3 separate regions of the Mus musculus genome follow, and all the other regions are linked to region 1. A link is a contact called in public HiChIP or PLAC-seq data. All regions are on one chromosome and are shown on one strand. The core of a region is the stretch at or near the end of the contact, and the rest is flanking DNA. Distances in the headings are between cores, read along the strand shown. Region 1 holds the start of Hcn2 (hyperpolarization-activated, cyclic nucleotide-gated K+ 2). Region 2 holds the start of 2310011J03Rik (RIKEN cDNA 2310011J03 gene). Region 3 holds the start of Ndufs7 (NADH:ubiquinone oxidoreductase core subunit S7).

Region 1 (4,832 bases), core at 1,234-3,733:
TAAGGAATTAAAAAATACACATATTATGTACATAGATATTGCCCACCTGAGGTATAACAATGTCTGAACGACTTTTCCTATCCTCGGGGTAGGATCTTCTTCTTTTTTTTTTAATGTTCAATTAATACTGTTGGGCTTAGTGGTACACACCTGTTATCCCAGTTACTCAGGAAACTGAGGCAGGAGGATGCTCAATTCAAGGCCGCTGAGCAACACAGTGAAATTCTGTCTCAGAACAAAAAGTAGAAAGTGGGCTGAGGGTGTGCAGGGTTCATCAGTAGAGGGCTAACCTGGACTTCATCCAATCAATCAATGTTTTAGGCGACAACACACTTGGTGTTTCCAACAGCCCCTAGAGGCTCTGGAGACCATCTTGGTCAACATTTAATCAGAAAGTTCTGGAAGGGCCACAAGTCCCCAGACATGAAAGGTGGGTGGCCCCAAGTACTAGCTTTGAATTTTGATGGCCACACTGACTCCTCTAACCCCAGGTACACCCTTGCTCCCCTTCTGTTTGCTCTGGTTCTCCGGGCAAGACTCTTGGTCTGTGAATCTCTCCATAGTTGAGGGCTATGGCAGCCACAGCATGCACAGGGCCCGGCTAGCACCTGCACCCACAAGGCCTCAAGGTAGGAGCTCAGTTTCTTCTCAAAGCCTCCCATTCCCACGCACCTTCAAACCAGCCACAGGTCAGGACTGCAGGCAAGAACCCAAGCCTAAGGGTGGCCTTATGTCCCCACCTCTAACCTGGGCATAAGGCACTCAGGCTAGGGTATTCAAGAACAAATCCTGTTGGCTCTAACCCCTGGGCATCTTCCCCACACCTAGGTTCCTGGTAAAGGTGGCATTCTGGTCTCAGGGAGGTTGTTCGTGGGCCTCTATTTGCTCAATTATCAAGCACTGGAGAAGGGACAAGCAGGAGCCGCCACAGGTCCTGGAGCTGTCCGTGGTCCTGAAACTTCAAGCTACAGTTTTCGGGATAGGGAAGCATCCTGTCTTCAAATCTGCACCCTAACTGTCACCGCAGATAGGGTCATTAGCCTGCATCCCTTGCACGCAGCTCTCCCTATGGCCCTCGAGTGTACACCCACTCGGGACACACGCGCGCGCACAGCTAGCATCCCAACAGGTACTTCTAGAGACCCACCAGCCACACCTCTAGGGACACGCCTCCCCTTGATCCACCGAAACACGCCTCCCCAGGACCCTCTCGGGCATCACATCACAAGCTCGCTCGGAAAGGAGAGACAGACGCAAACACTCGGGTCATGGCCCTACGCCAGCTTCTTTCGCTGCACGCAGCAGCCAACTCAGGCCACGTCCGTAGCCACACACCCGGGATGTGTGGGTACTCGGAACGCGCCCGCCCCGGGCGCAAGTGGAGACCGTGGGAACGCGAGGCGCCCGCTTAATAACGCCCTCCCCGAGGCCTCCCGAGCGCGTCCTTTCCCATGCGTCCTTCCTTATTTCTTCCTTCTTTCCTTCCCTTCTTTTCCTTCCTCCTCCTTTTTCTTCCTTTCTCCTTTCTACCCATCTTTCCACCCTCATTTCTGCTCCGCGGCCTACGGGCACCCACGTTCCCCTCTATTCGTCCTCTCCACCCCTATGCGCTCAGACCCTGGCCCTGAGGCCGCGGTTCTCGCCCACTGCAACTAGGGCGCGCGGGAGGGGGAGCGCCAAGGACCCCCTCACTCCAGGCCTCCAAAAGGGCGGACCCTCTGCACACCAGGGTCCCTCGGGGGTGGGTCCGGGTCGAGCCCGAGGTCACCGCGAGGGGACTACCCCCCATCCTCGGCCCGGTGACTCGAACTGCCACCACCCCGAGGTCACCATCCGGGACGTGGCGCCCCGCCCTCTCCCGGGCGCGCCAAGGACGGGCCCCTCCCGGAGGCGGCACCTGAAGTCGCTGTAGGGGTGGATGATCCAGGCCCCCGCCGACTTCACGCGTTCCTGCTCGCGCTCCACGGCCTTCTGGCTGCCGAACATCCGCAGGGAGAACTTGTTGACGCCGGGCTGCAGAAGCGCCCCGAATTGGCGCTGCAGGAAGCTAGCCTGGCTGCCGCGCGGCTCACCCGCCGGGCCCGCCTCCTCGCTGCCCGCCTCCTCGGCCGCCGAGGGCCCGGAGGCCGCCCCGCGGCATGAGAACGAAACCTTGGGGCCGCGCGCGGGGCCCTCGGGGCTGCACTGCGGCTCCCCGCGCCCGCACTCGCCATTCGCGCCGCCCTTGGCCGCGCCAGGGGTGCAGGCGCTGTCGCGGCTGCAGAGCCGGGCGCGCGGGCCGGGCTCGTCCGCCGACTCCGGGTGCGAGGGGGTCGTGGGGTTCGGGGGTGGCGCGGGTGGTGGCTGAGGCTGAGGGGGCGCGGGCGGCGGCGGCGGTGGCGGCGGCCCCGGCGCAGGGGTCGTGCCCGGACTATCGCCCGGCCGCCCGCCGCCCCCGCGCGCATCCATGGCGAGGCGGCGCCGGGCAGTGCGGAGCGGAGCGGCCGCCGCCGCCGCCGGCCGAGCCCGAGGGAGGGCGGAGCCGGGGGTGGAGCCTCTGCTTGCGGGGGAGGGGCGGGGGCGGGAGCCCCGCCTCCACCTGAACCACCCTCACCCCACACAGGGATGGATGGGGAAACTGAGGCTCTGGCCAGCAAGCAGGCTCAAGGTCAGTCAGCCCCTTGAGACCTTGGAGATGCGCTCAGGCTCGGTTCCCCAGGGGGAAACTGAGGCCAAGGACGAACCCAAGGTCACAGAGCCCAGCCGGCGGGCCCCTGCCTTGACGCACGATGCAGACCAAGCCCTGGTCCACTCTGGGGTTCCTCCGCGATCTCGAGGACACCGCGGGCGGGGCAACCGCTGACGCTCACCCCTCGGGTGCCAACTCCTTTCTCGGTTCAAGGTGGCAGATTCCATAATAAAAGTGTGTTCCCGGAGGCTACCATATCTCTGGCTCTGTCGCTTTCACCGCCTCCAAGGCAGAAACCTATGAATATTTGTGAGAAGGGCTGAGATCATTCTGGGTTCTAATCTCAGCCCATCTCCAAGCCCTACTTGTGGGGAAACTGAGGCATGGTCAGGCAACAAAAACAGTAGCAAGACTCCTGTGGCTTCTGGCGACTTCTCCCTTAAAAAGTGAGGATCCCAGGTTAGGTAGTCCTTAGCGGTCTCCAGGGGATCCTGGTTCAACTTCTGCCTCTGTACATATACCCGACCCCTACTCTCTGCCACCTTGACTCAGGCATCAGTTACATTCCACACTTTACCCCAGGTCCGGGGAGACATTGGCTCCTGGGGGTCCTAAGGCTGTGGCCTGAGGCTGGAGCCAGGTGACACTAGTTCTGACTCTAAATTCCCACCCTTCTTCACCAAAGAGTGGAGAGGATTTTATGACAGGATGTTGGGGAGAAGGGAGGAAATACAGGGGAAGAATAGCTGTGAACTGGTGGGAAGAAAGTTCTCATTCAGGAGACTCTTGGGACCTTCTTATGTCCCCTCTGGGCATCCTTAGATTCTCCCTTATTTCCCTGGACCCTAAGTTCACTTAAATCCTTCTGACCTTTTACAAACTCCCCTGGATGCTTCTGGACCCTTTCTAGACCCTTTTAGATCTTCTGGGTCCCTCTTAACTTCTCTTGGACCCTTCCAGCCCTTTATGGGTCATCAAGGTCCCTACAGCCTTCACTGTTTCTGGCCTGACCTCATATTTAGCTATTGGTTGAGTGTCTCAAGAATGGGGCTATGACTTCTGTCTGCTCACAGTAGGTGTCCAGTGATGTTGGATGTGCCATGCCAGCTGCATGCCCTCATCTGACACAGATGGGCTGCCCCGACCCCGGGGACTCTGGAGCTGCCCCTGGCACCCCTCTGGCCTCCACTTTTGAACATCACAGTTGACAGTGCCAGGCTGCTCCGCCCCAGGGCACATGCCTGTTCCAGATGAAGGGGGATCTTTTATGTTCACCCTGGGAAGATGTCAGCTGGGCAGGTCGCCAGAGCTCCAGGACTTGTGGTTGAGTGCAGGGGAGGAGGCAGCATGGCTACTGGCTGGCAGAGGACCTGCCATGCCAGGAGACTGCTCTGCCAGGCAGCCCTTGGGCTCACAAAGGATTCTAAAAAGAGCCAGGTGTCTTCTTTTTCTTTTAAGATTTATTATTAAATTTAAGTACACTGTAGCTTCAGATGCACCAGAAGAGGGCGTCAGACCTCATTATTGGTGGTTATGAGCCACAATGTGTTTGCTGGGATTTGAACTCAGGACCTTCAGAAGAGCAGTCAGTGCTCTTAACCACTGAGCCATCTCTCCAGCCCTGAGCCAGGTGCTTTCAACGAGTAGAAACTAGCTGTGGCTACCTGGTCTCCCCATGTCCATGCTGACACATGAGGTTTTTTTCTGATATTCAGTAAGTGAGTGGCTCAGGGCTGATGTGTATGTGTGTGTATGTGTGCATGTGCAGAAGCCAGAGGTCAACCTTGGGTGTCATTACTCAGGAGCTGTCCTTACTTATTTAGCTACGTTTTTGTCTTTTAGATGTATTTGTCTCATTTTATTTGTCTTTCTGTCTGTCGGTCTGTATGTATGTATTATGTATGTATGTATATATGTATGTATGTATGTATGTATGTATGTATGTATGTATGTACACCACATGCAAGCATGGTCCTTAACGAAGCCAGAAGAGGGTGTTGGATTCCCCTGGAGCTGGAGCGATTTGGAGCTATGAATGATTCTGGGAACCAAACCCAGATCACCTGCAAGAGCCATAAATGCTCTTAAACTGCTGAGCCCTCTCTACTCTCTAGTTTCAACCCCAGCCTTTGGGAGGGGTCTCTAAGTTTGAGGCCAGCCTGAT
Region 2 (4,832 bases), core at 673-3,172, 600 kb before region 1:
AGTGGCACACAGTAGGTGCAGTCACCTAAGAGAAGTGGGTCTGGCCACTGGCACACAGTAGATGTGTAGCAACTGTGGGGATGGTCTGACCAGTGCAAACCAGGTGCCACCTACCTGGGAGATGTGAGGTGGTGTGGCCACTAGCACATAGTAGGTACAGTTGCTACGGGGCCCTGCTTGGGAGACAGTGAGGCTGGCTACAGAGCCCGGCAGGCCAATGACAGGTGTCCCCCTTGGTGCCCACTGCGACCCCCGCCCAGGAACTCTGTACTACTACACCCTGCTGCTGTATGGGACGGCCGAGGACATGACAGCACGGCCCCAGGCCCCCCAGGTGACCAGCCGCGCGCGCGCATGTGTGCAGAGGGACACAGAGGGGCTGTGCCAGGGTGAGTGGCCGCAGCGCATGGTCACTTGTTGGGTGAGGAGGCGCAGCGGCCCGGAATGGGCAGGTGGGCACCGGCTGCACCCACCAGCTGCAGCCTCACTCCTTCTGTTTCCATGTTGTCCCTATGCAGAAAGTCACAGTCCCCTCTCCATCCTGGCAGGACTCTGCCTCATCTCCAGCCAGCAGTGGTGGTGGCTCTACAGCCACCCACAGCAGCCAGTGACCGAAGGACAGGCCAGCTGTCACCCTCCTGTTACACCTGCTGCAGCAGCCTGAGCAGCGACTACACTGCCTGTCCCCTGTCCCTTGTGTTGGGAGAGCTCCAGAGCCCCTCCAAGGCTTGCCACCTCTGGTGGCCCCCCAGCTACCAGTCTTGGGCCATGGTGCTGGCTCTGCTGGCCAGGGCCTTTGGGAGGCCCCTCGGCTTGAGGAAGGCCCACCTGCCCCAGGCTAGATACCCCAGTGCCCAAAACCATGCATGCACAGATCCCTGGAGGCTGGAGAGCCAGAGATGCCTGGCTGTCAGGACAGAAGGCCGGTACCCCAAGGTCCTGCTCTCAGGCTGGAAGAGAAGCCTGCCCCAGAAGGCCAGGGCAGAGCAGCTGCATGGGTCAGGTGACAGCCCACCGCTCAGCCTCAGCTGCTCCCAGTGGAAGAGATGTGTCCTTACTCATTTTGGAGCAGGTACAGTGGGCAAGAGGTCAGACCACAGCCACCAATCATCTGCCCCTTCCCTGTCTCCAAGCCATCCATAGCCCCATGTCTAACCTCATAGTTGCCAAATAAAAGTTAAACAGAAGATGTCGAGTTTATGGTGTCCTTGAGGGTAGGGTGGGCCCCTGGAGGAATAAGGACCCACAGAGGAAGACTGCTCTGAGCCCAGATCTGCCAAGTGCTGAATTACCATACAGCCATGAACAGGAAGCTAGCTCGCTCCCCCATCCCCCACTGGTTTTTTTTTTTTTTTTTTTTTTTTTTTGGTTTTTCGAGACAGGATTTCTCTGTTTAGCCCTGGCTGTCCTGGAACTCACTTTGTAGACCAGGCTGGCCTCAAAAATCTACCTGCCTCTGCCTCCCGAGTGCTGGGATTAAAGGCGTGCGCCACCACTGCCCGGCTTTCCCACTGCTCTTTTGAGACAGGGTCTCACTGTGTAGTCCTGGCTGTTCTGGGATTCCCCATATTGACCAAGATGATCTTGAACTCACAGAGGTCTGCCTGCCTCTGCCTCACAGTACTGAGATTAAAGTACTGAGTTAAAGGTCTACCACAAGGAAGCAAAGCCTGTGGCTAGGTTCCATCCAGCATTTATTGAGCGCCCACTGTGTACCTGGCAATGGTTGTACACTGATTACTCTCGAAATCACGTTCACCCCTTTCCTCCCACCACACGCGGTGAAGGAGGGCAGAGTTCCTTCTGATCTTACTGGATAGCAACTAGGAGCATCTAGGCTTAGGGCTCTTTAAGACGGGGGAGGGGTTTCGCGAGGCGTGGCGCTGGAGTGGACCGGAAGTGCCGGAACGTAGTGGCGTTCAAGCAGGAAGCGGAAGCGGTGGCGGCCGCCTAGGTTCTTGGAACGAAGATAGGCAGCGGGGTGTTCCAAGAGCAAACTGGCGCGGAGATCGAGCCAAACTCCGAGGTTCCGGGAGGAGGGAAAGCGAGACGGGGTAGGGACCTCGGCGCAGGTCTGTAAGGGGTGCGTAGGAGTTCGCGAGGTGGGCGGGCCGAGCCGAAAGTGGACCCCCAGTTAGCGCGCGCTCCACCTACAAGATGAACTCCAAGGCGAAGAAACGCGTGGTACTGCCCACTCGCCCCGCGCCTCCCACGGTGGAGCAGATCCTGGAGGACGTGCGAGGGGCACCCGCTCAAGATCCTGTTTTCACTGCCCTGGCCCCGGAAGGTAGGAGAACGTGAGACTCCCGAGTGGGGAGCAAACCGACTGCAGGGACGAATCTTTTTTGTCCCTGCCCTTCTCTTCCCCTGCAAAGAAAGATCATCAGAAATAAAATTGAAAGTGCTCCGAACTCTTGGGAGGCAGAGGCAGGCGGATTTTTGAGTTCGAGGCCAGCCTGGTCTACAGACTGAGTTCCAGGACAGCCAGGGCTACACAGAGAAACCTTGTCTCGAAAAACAAAAACAAAAAAAAGTTGAAAGTGCTGCCAACCCGGGTCTAGGGCAAGAGGATTGCTGTGAGTTCAAGACCTTGTCTCAGAGGGGCGTGGCCAGCTGCTCCTACAAATTAATGGGGGGCCAGAGTACTTGCAGGGGCCATATCTGCGACTCCTGGCCTAGGATCCAGGAATCCAGGCAGTCCTGGGTAGAACGGCAGGCCAGGGTGGCTGGAGGTGTCCTGTCCTCTCCATGACACCAAAACCTGAAACTGAGTCTTGTTTTCTAGTGCCTAATAGGCCTATATAGCCCAGGCTGGCCTCGAACTCACCATGTAGCCAAGGATGACCTTGAACCACTGATCCTCTTGCCTCTGGGTTGGTGGATGTCAGGCCTGGGGATGGTGACACTGTTTCTTCTCTTCAGACCCCCCAGACCCATCCCCAAGGGCTGAGGACTCTGAGATCCAGCAGGAGCAGATCTACCAACAGAGCCGGGCCTACGTGGCTATGAATGAGAGGCTGCGGCAGGCGGGGGAAGCTCTGAGACAGAAGTTCGATGGCCTTCGGCAAGCTGGTCAGCGGCTGGAACAGGATATCAGCCAGGTGACTTCAGCCACCTCCTAGAGCCGAAGTTACACCTGATGTCCTTGGTCCAGGCCTGGGCACCTAGCAACCAGAGGCTCTGGGTCAACATTTGCTGTCCCAACCCTGGCCCGGGGAGACCCAGTGGCCCACCTTGCCAGCTAGCAGCTTTGTTCCCTCTTCCATCCTTAATGGCCTCTAATTCATGATGGGACTTAGGGACATGGCCACCTCCTCATTATGGGGACACTGGCCTAAATTGCATCAAGGACTTGATTGCAGGTCGGGGCTCAAAGCCAGTCTGCCCCATAGTGACCGGTGTGCTCTTCTGTCCCATGTCACCCTGGGCAGTGAAGGTCTTCATCCCCAGCATCCACAGCAGGCCAGCCACTGGCATCTTGGTTGAGAGAATGGGCTAGCTGCACGCTTCATAGAGCCTGGCTCAGGCCCTCTAGGGCTACACTGCCTTCTCAGTTCTCCCTGGGGCCGGGGAGACTCATCAAGGGAGTTTCCATTCTGGGGAGCCCAGGGGTCCAAGAGGAACTCAAAGGCCAGGTCCCTGTGTGTGGTGAATGTTGCCCCTTCTGGATCTGGGGTTTAGTTTGCCTTCTTGCAGAAGACCCACCACTCTTGGGGTGGCTGGACTTTAGTTCTGGAAGATTAAAGATGTTTGATGCCTGAACACAGTTCTCCCTTAAGCCAGGCTAGATCACTGGGTACCCAAGCCCCCTGCCACCCCTTGGCAGCTCAGGCGCTAGCTACCACACCTGCCTCCTTGGGTCCCAAGCTGGCTGGAACTGTTTTGTCAGAAGTGGCCTTAGCTTGTGGCTACATCATTCCTGACACTCCACATTCCTGGCGGTCACGGGGTCCAACTTGCCCTGACCAGTGCAGCTTGGACTCCTGGTCCCCACCTCCACCATGACACCTCCACCACAAATGACCAGTGGCTGATGGCCAGGTACAGCTTGGCTGAACCTCAGTCAACCTCGGCTCCAGCATGTGGGGATGTGACACGCTGTCGAGTCAGTGGGGAGCTCAGAAACACCTTCTGGGGTTGAACAGAGCTGTAGAAGAAGGTCTTGGAACGACCCCCCCCCCCCAGAGCCAGTGATAAAGATGAAGCTACAGATCGATGGAGTGGCTCGCTTTATTAAAGATATGAACAAGAATCAGAAGCCAGGCAGGGTGTCCACTCGGGGGTCTGCGTGGGGGGTCGGGGGTCAGTATGTACAGAAGTGTAACACTGTAGTAGAACAGGGCGGGAGACGGTATGGCAGCAGAGGACACACTGACCAGGTATGAGCAAGGGGTGACATTGGCCAGGGACAGCGACAGACACACACACACACACAGTGAGGTAACTGGTAGGCATGATGCCCTGGTCAAGCACCCAGTGGTTAGTCTCCGGTAGACCACTGGTGTCCAGCTCAGAGCGCTAGCAGCCATCGGCAGCCTGGCGGCTAGCAGACCCCTCCTGCTCTGAATCTAAGGGCTCGTCAGCTCTTGCCTACCCTGGGCTGGATGTCACACTGTGTCCTGTGTCCCCCACTGTCTGGGGTGAAGAAGGCAAATGTGGCTGCTGGGCCCCCAAGGCTGGCAGGATGGGAGGAGGTGGCTGGGAGAAAGATGGCCCTTGCATGCTGGTACCACAGCCCAGACATCTCTGCTGCTCTACTCTGAGTCCTCCCCACGGCCCACATGGGGAAACTGAGGCACAGAGCAGCATGCTGGCTACCTGGGCTCCCACAG
Region 3 (4,832 bases), core at 1,709-4,208, 530 kb before region 1:
AGGCCAGGAGCTAGAGAGAGAAACACAGAACCCTGAGCCTAACAGTTTAGTCCCCAGGAGGGGTCCAGGTTCTAGTCCCAATCCTACCCTGGAGGGCTCCAACACACTCTCCCTCTTACCTAACTTCCCTTGTAAGTCACCTTTCCCTCTATCTCCCATGTCTCACTTCTCTACCCCAGGACCCAAGTCAGCTGCTTCTGAACAGCCTGTTCTACATTTGCACATAGCAGGCCCTTCCCACATGGCAGGACTCAACCAAGGGGACTTTTTAAAAGGAAGAGAGACATGGCAGGCAGCTTTGAGCCAGGATGGAGCCATGCCCTCACTGCTTATGTATTGGAATCTTTATCTGAGCACCTTGGAATGCAACTGTATGTATGAGCATGTTGCCCCAGCATCTCAGAACGGAATGTCATTGTATGCATAAGCCTTTCCAGAGGCAAAAAAAAAAGCTACAATGAGGTCACTAAGATGTGCCCAGACATAGCAGGATGGATATTCTTTGTAAGGGCGGGTGTGGGTCAGGTCTGAAGATGTACAACTGTCATCCTAGCACTTTGGAGACAGAGGCAGGGGTCTGCATGTCCTAGAACAGCCTGGCTTACATGGGAACAGACTCTAGAAAATCCCAAACAGCATTTAAAAACACAAAAACAAACAAAACCAACCACGGGTAGGATATAAAGATGACTAGGATAGCCTCATGAGGATAGAGGGGGTCATATCTGTGAGCTCACGAAACCCCAGCCCTGTGACACTCTGATCTTGGACTCCAAGTTCAAGGAATACAAGATAAATTTCTGTCATCTGGGACCAAGCTTGGGGGTGCACACCTTGAATCCCATCACTCAGGATGCAGAGGAAGGTGGAGGGAGCTCTGTGAGTTCGAGCTAGCCTGGTCTACATACCAAGTTCCAGTCAGCTAGAATTACATAGCAAGATCCTGTCTTGGAGGAAGAAAGTGGGAGGGGGTCTCATCTGGGACTGCCCCTCCATGACAGAAAGGTGGGACTGGGAGAGAGACACCCACCATGACATGGGGATTATCCTGCCTCCCACACTCGGGGCTGGGCTGACGGTGGCTTTCCACACTCCTTCTTCTGCCTCAGCCCTCCTCACTGACTTCAGCCTTGCTCAGGGCTACTGCTTCCCAAGGTCACGACTGCTTAGACCAAAGACAGACTACTGCAGACTCTAGACTTTCTGACTGAGTGGCACACACCAGGCCTGATCTTCCCCATCTAAAAACTTAAGGCTTTGGATAAACTTTCAGCAAAGTAAATGCCCTACTAAGTGGCTGGAGGTGCCAGCAGCAGGTGTTTGTTTTAACTGGCATAGGGTCTCTTTGTGTTGCCTAAGCTGCTTCTGAACTCTGACCTCAGGAGAGCCTTCTGAGCAGCTAGGACTGCATGAAGCACAAGTCTGGCTCAGACCAGATTTCTGTGCTGTCATGCTGGGAATGAAATGTGGGGCCCTGAACACATTCAGTGAATGTTTTAACACTGGACCACATCTCCAGGCCTCCTCCTCTTCCTGCCTTTTAAAATGGTATTACTATGTATCCATGGCCGGCCTGGAACTCCCAGAAATCTTAGTGCCCTTCTTTTGAAGCAGGGATCCAGTATAGCCCAGGCTAGGCTCATCCTGCCTCAGCGTCCCAAGGGATGGGATCACAGCTGTACAGTACAATGCCTTACAGCAAACATCCTCCTTGTTGTCTCTAAGGTGTTAGTTTCTCCTTCAAATAGGACCACAGTAAGGTCTATTAACTGTCACCAGCAAGATCACAGCTGAGCCTGAGTGAATTCAGGCGCCAGCAGTCAACACCACGAATCACCAAGCCCTCCACTCTTCAAGGGGGCTACATCACAGCTGGGCTGGGTACAGTGGTGGGGTCTGTAACCCCAGCAATGAGAGACTGTAGCAGGAACATGAGTTTGATATGACTCTAGGCCACACAGGAAGACCCTATCTTTAAAAGAAAAAATAATGTTGGGTATAGTAGTAAGTCTGTCATCCTAGTATTTGGGGTCAGAGCCTGGAGGATCAGGAGTTCAAAGTCAGCCTCTTATACATGAGATCCTGTCTCCAAAGCAGGCATTTGGGGCTGGAGTTGTGTTGGCAGAGTCCCTGCCTGGCATGCACCAAGCTCTTAGTTCCATCCCTGGTGCTGTATAAATGGGCTTGACTGTGCACACCTGCCATCCCAGCATTAGCAGTGAAGGCATTCGGATGAAGCCTTCAAGATCACCCACAGTATAGAGTTTGAGCTAGGACCCATCAGACACTGTCTCAAAGCAACAACAAAACACAGAAGGAGTTAGACCCGACTTCCTGAGTTCTCCCACTCCTTATGTTAACACTGCAACCTGCTAGGCGATGGGAGGTTCCACTTAGCAACTGTCGCTCACGTCTACCAAACTGCACAGGTGTTTAATCCCTGTACATAAAGAGAAAGACACCAAAGCTTTGGCAGGGAAACTAAGACATCTGCTCTAGAGGCCCTTGCTAGCTGTCCAGGTTGGGGATGAGATGGAAAGAGCCACCGGGTGGGTGGCCTAAGTGTCCTGGGCCTCTCCCCTGTCCCACTCTGTGCTTCGGGGACATCAGCCGGGTTTCTGCAGTCAGCTTCCTGAGGTTGGAAGATACACAGGCCTCAGCGTTCCCGACTATAATCAGGGACGATAGCAGGAGGCCTGCAACTTGCTATGTAGACCATGCAGAACTGTGTAACGTGAATTCAAACATGCTTCGGCCTAATGCTAGACACCGACATTACCGAGGGCTGGGATCTGACCTATAGGTCTCTACGGTCCCAACGCCTCTCAACACTAGGCTTGGGCTCCAAGGTCCCCGCAGCGCCAGCTCGGAGCCCAGGACTACGCCACTCTCCCGACCGCAAGGGCTTCACTCACCCGCCAGCGCCGCCATCTTGGCCTCGGCCTTCAGACAACCTCTGCGGTCCGTCCTCCAAAGAGTTCCGGTTCTAGTCCAACGCCCAAATAGACACCAGCGGAAACCCGCACCACAAGCCGAGTGGTTCTGACCCGCTTTATACCTGTGGTCGCGTCCGCGCAGAGTGCGCCACGGTCGTCCTGTGACAAACAGGAAACAGCGACAAAATAAAGAACTTCCACTTTATTCAGTATTAGGGAATGAAAAAGTCGCTGTGGTCGTCCCTGGGTGGGCTCGAACCACCAACCTTTCGGTTAACAGCCGAACGCGCTAACCGATTGCGCCACAGAGACGACATTAGTCAGCTGCTTATAGTATAACCCTACAAGGTTTGACAGACAAATTGTGAAGTGCGCTTGCGCGCTAAAGCAATGGCACGGGGCGGAGGGAGGGTGTTACCGACAAACAGCGCGTCGCCGAAATAGCTCAGTTGGGAGAGCGTTAGACTGAAGATCTAAAGGTCCCTGGTTCGATCCCGGGTTTCGGCAAGTGTTTTTAACTCATTGATGAACCTGTCTTCCGTTTTTGAGATTTTTGATTCGTTTTGAACCACAGTCTTGAATTAGTCCAATCCAATGTTGAACTTTTACGTTCTATTTACATATTAGCAATCAGTCCTGCATTCTTCCAATTAATAGGTCTAAAGCCATTACTGACTATGAAATGTAAAAGTATCGGGGTGAATTGTTTACACACCTGTCAGACTAGCACCCCAGAGAAGCAGGAGGATGTGTACGAGGACAAGTTCTTCCTCTCAAAAAGCCAAAATTATTATTGTTGTTGGTAATGATGTTGTTAAGTAACTTTTTTTTTTTTTTCTTTTTTGGTTTTTCGAGACAGGGTTTCTCTGTATAGTCCTGGCTGTCCTGGAACTCACTCTGTAAACCAGGCTGGCCTTGAACTCAGAAATTCACCTGCCTCTGCCTCCCAAAGGTAACATTTTTTTAAAATGGCTCAGCAGAGCATTGGTTCCTCTTTCAAAAGAATGGGAATTCAATTCCCAGCATCCCATAACCTTCTAAAACTCCAATTCATGGGTCTCTGATGGCTCTTTTGATCTCTCCAGGCACCAGGCATGCATGCAGTCAAAACACCCACACATAAAATAATAAAGTAAAATGAATAAATGTAGGTGGTTAGTGAGCACTCTCTCCTATCACGCAGAAGACCCTGGTTCCACCTCGGCACCACATAAACAAGGCATGTGTGGCGTGCCTGTCATTCCAGCCCTGGGGAGGTTGAGGCAGGAGAGTTAGGAGTCCTTGGCTAGACAGCAAACTCAAGGCCAACCATGATAATGAGAATGATAAAGGTCTGAACTGGTTCAGTGGATAAAAGCAGTTGACTGCTGCTAGACCTGAGTTAGATCTCTAGATCCCACAAGGTGGCAGGAGAGAACTGGAGTCCGAAAGTTGTCCCAGGCATGGGTACCAATGGCTCATGCTGCACATTTGCATGAGCACACACACTCGCAGACACACACACACATGAGCACGCACACACACATTATCCCTGCCTCTTATTTCCAGAGCGCTTGGCTTGGCATTAAGGGATGGGAGGTGGCTGTCATTTGGTAGAAAGTCAGTAACGCCTGGGCAGGAGTCTCATTTTCCCCATTTGTAAACTGAATAGAATCATATACATGTAGCACTCTCTTCCACTAATTTCCACTTGTTCAGTGATTTATTTATTTTGGGGTGTGTGTGTGTGTGTGTGTGTGTGTTTTACAAGGCTGGGTATGGCTGGAGAGAACTATGGACTAGAGAAAAATAAACTTTTAGGTTTTTGTTTGTTCGTTTGCTCAATTTTGAGTCAGAGCTTCACTTTTTAACCCAGACTGGCCTCTGGCTTCAACCCTACCCTGCCCATCTAGAATT

The links. HiChIP or PLAC-seq counts read pairs in DNA pulled down with a chosen protein or histone mark.
Region 2: an HNF4G HiChIP or PLAC-seq map of pancreatic cancer cells shows a contact between it and region 1. The contact joins the promoter of 2310011J03Rik here to the promoter of Hcn2 in region 1. A contact is called at or near these places in 1 of 115 datasets of contacts at active chromatin or transcription factors (pancreatic cancer cells) and 1 of 9 other capture datasets (embryonic stem cells).
Region 3: a contact with region 1 is called in a FOXA1 HiChIP or PLAC-seq map of pancreatic cancer cells. The contact joins the promoter of Ndufs7 here to the promoter of Hcn2 in region 1. A contact is called at or near these places in 1 of 39 promoter capture datasets (pre-B cells) and 1 of 115 datasets of contacts at active chromatin or transcription factors (pancreatic cancer cells).

Annotation. Positions count from the first base shown.
Region 1 is chr10:79,714,285-79,719,116 of GRCm38.p6, reverse strand. Hcn2 (hyperpolarization-activated, cyclic nucleotide-gated K+ 2) reads right to left here and starts at 2,483. Exons shown (of 8, transcript NM_008226.2): 1 at 1,898-2,483. The coding sequence starts at 2,448.
Region 2 is chr10:80,317,638-80,322,469 of GRCm38.p6, reverse strand. It overlaps 2310011J03Rik (RIKEN cDNA 2310011J03 gene), which reads left to right and starts at 1,922. Exons shown (of 2, transcript NM_025521.3): 1 at 1,922-2,287; 2 at 2,923-4,215. The coding sequence starts at 2,158. The coding sequence ends at 3,122. It overlaps Pcsk4 (proprotein convertase subtilisin/kexin type 4), which reads left to right. Exons shown (of 15, transcript NM_008793.2): 14 at 261-389; 15 at 519-1,187. The coding sequence ends at 664. Apc2 (APC regulator of WNT signaling pathway 2) reads right to left here. Exons shown (of 15, transcript NM_001372241.1): 15 at 4,213-4,832.
Region 3 is chr10:80,247,575-80,252,406 of GRCm38.p6, reverse strand. Ndufs7 (NADH:ubiquinone oxidoreductase core subunit S7) reads right to left here and starts at 2,958. Exons shown (of 8, transcript NM_029272.4): 1 at 2,916-2,958; 2 at 1-10. The coding sequence starts at 2,931. It overlaps n-TFgaa3 (a tRNA gene), which reads left to right and starts at 3,371; the gene lies at 3,371-3,443. n-TNgtt7 (a tRNA gene) reads right to left here and starts at 3,248; the gene lies at 3,175-3,248.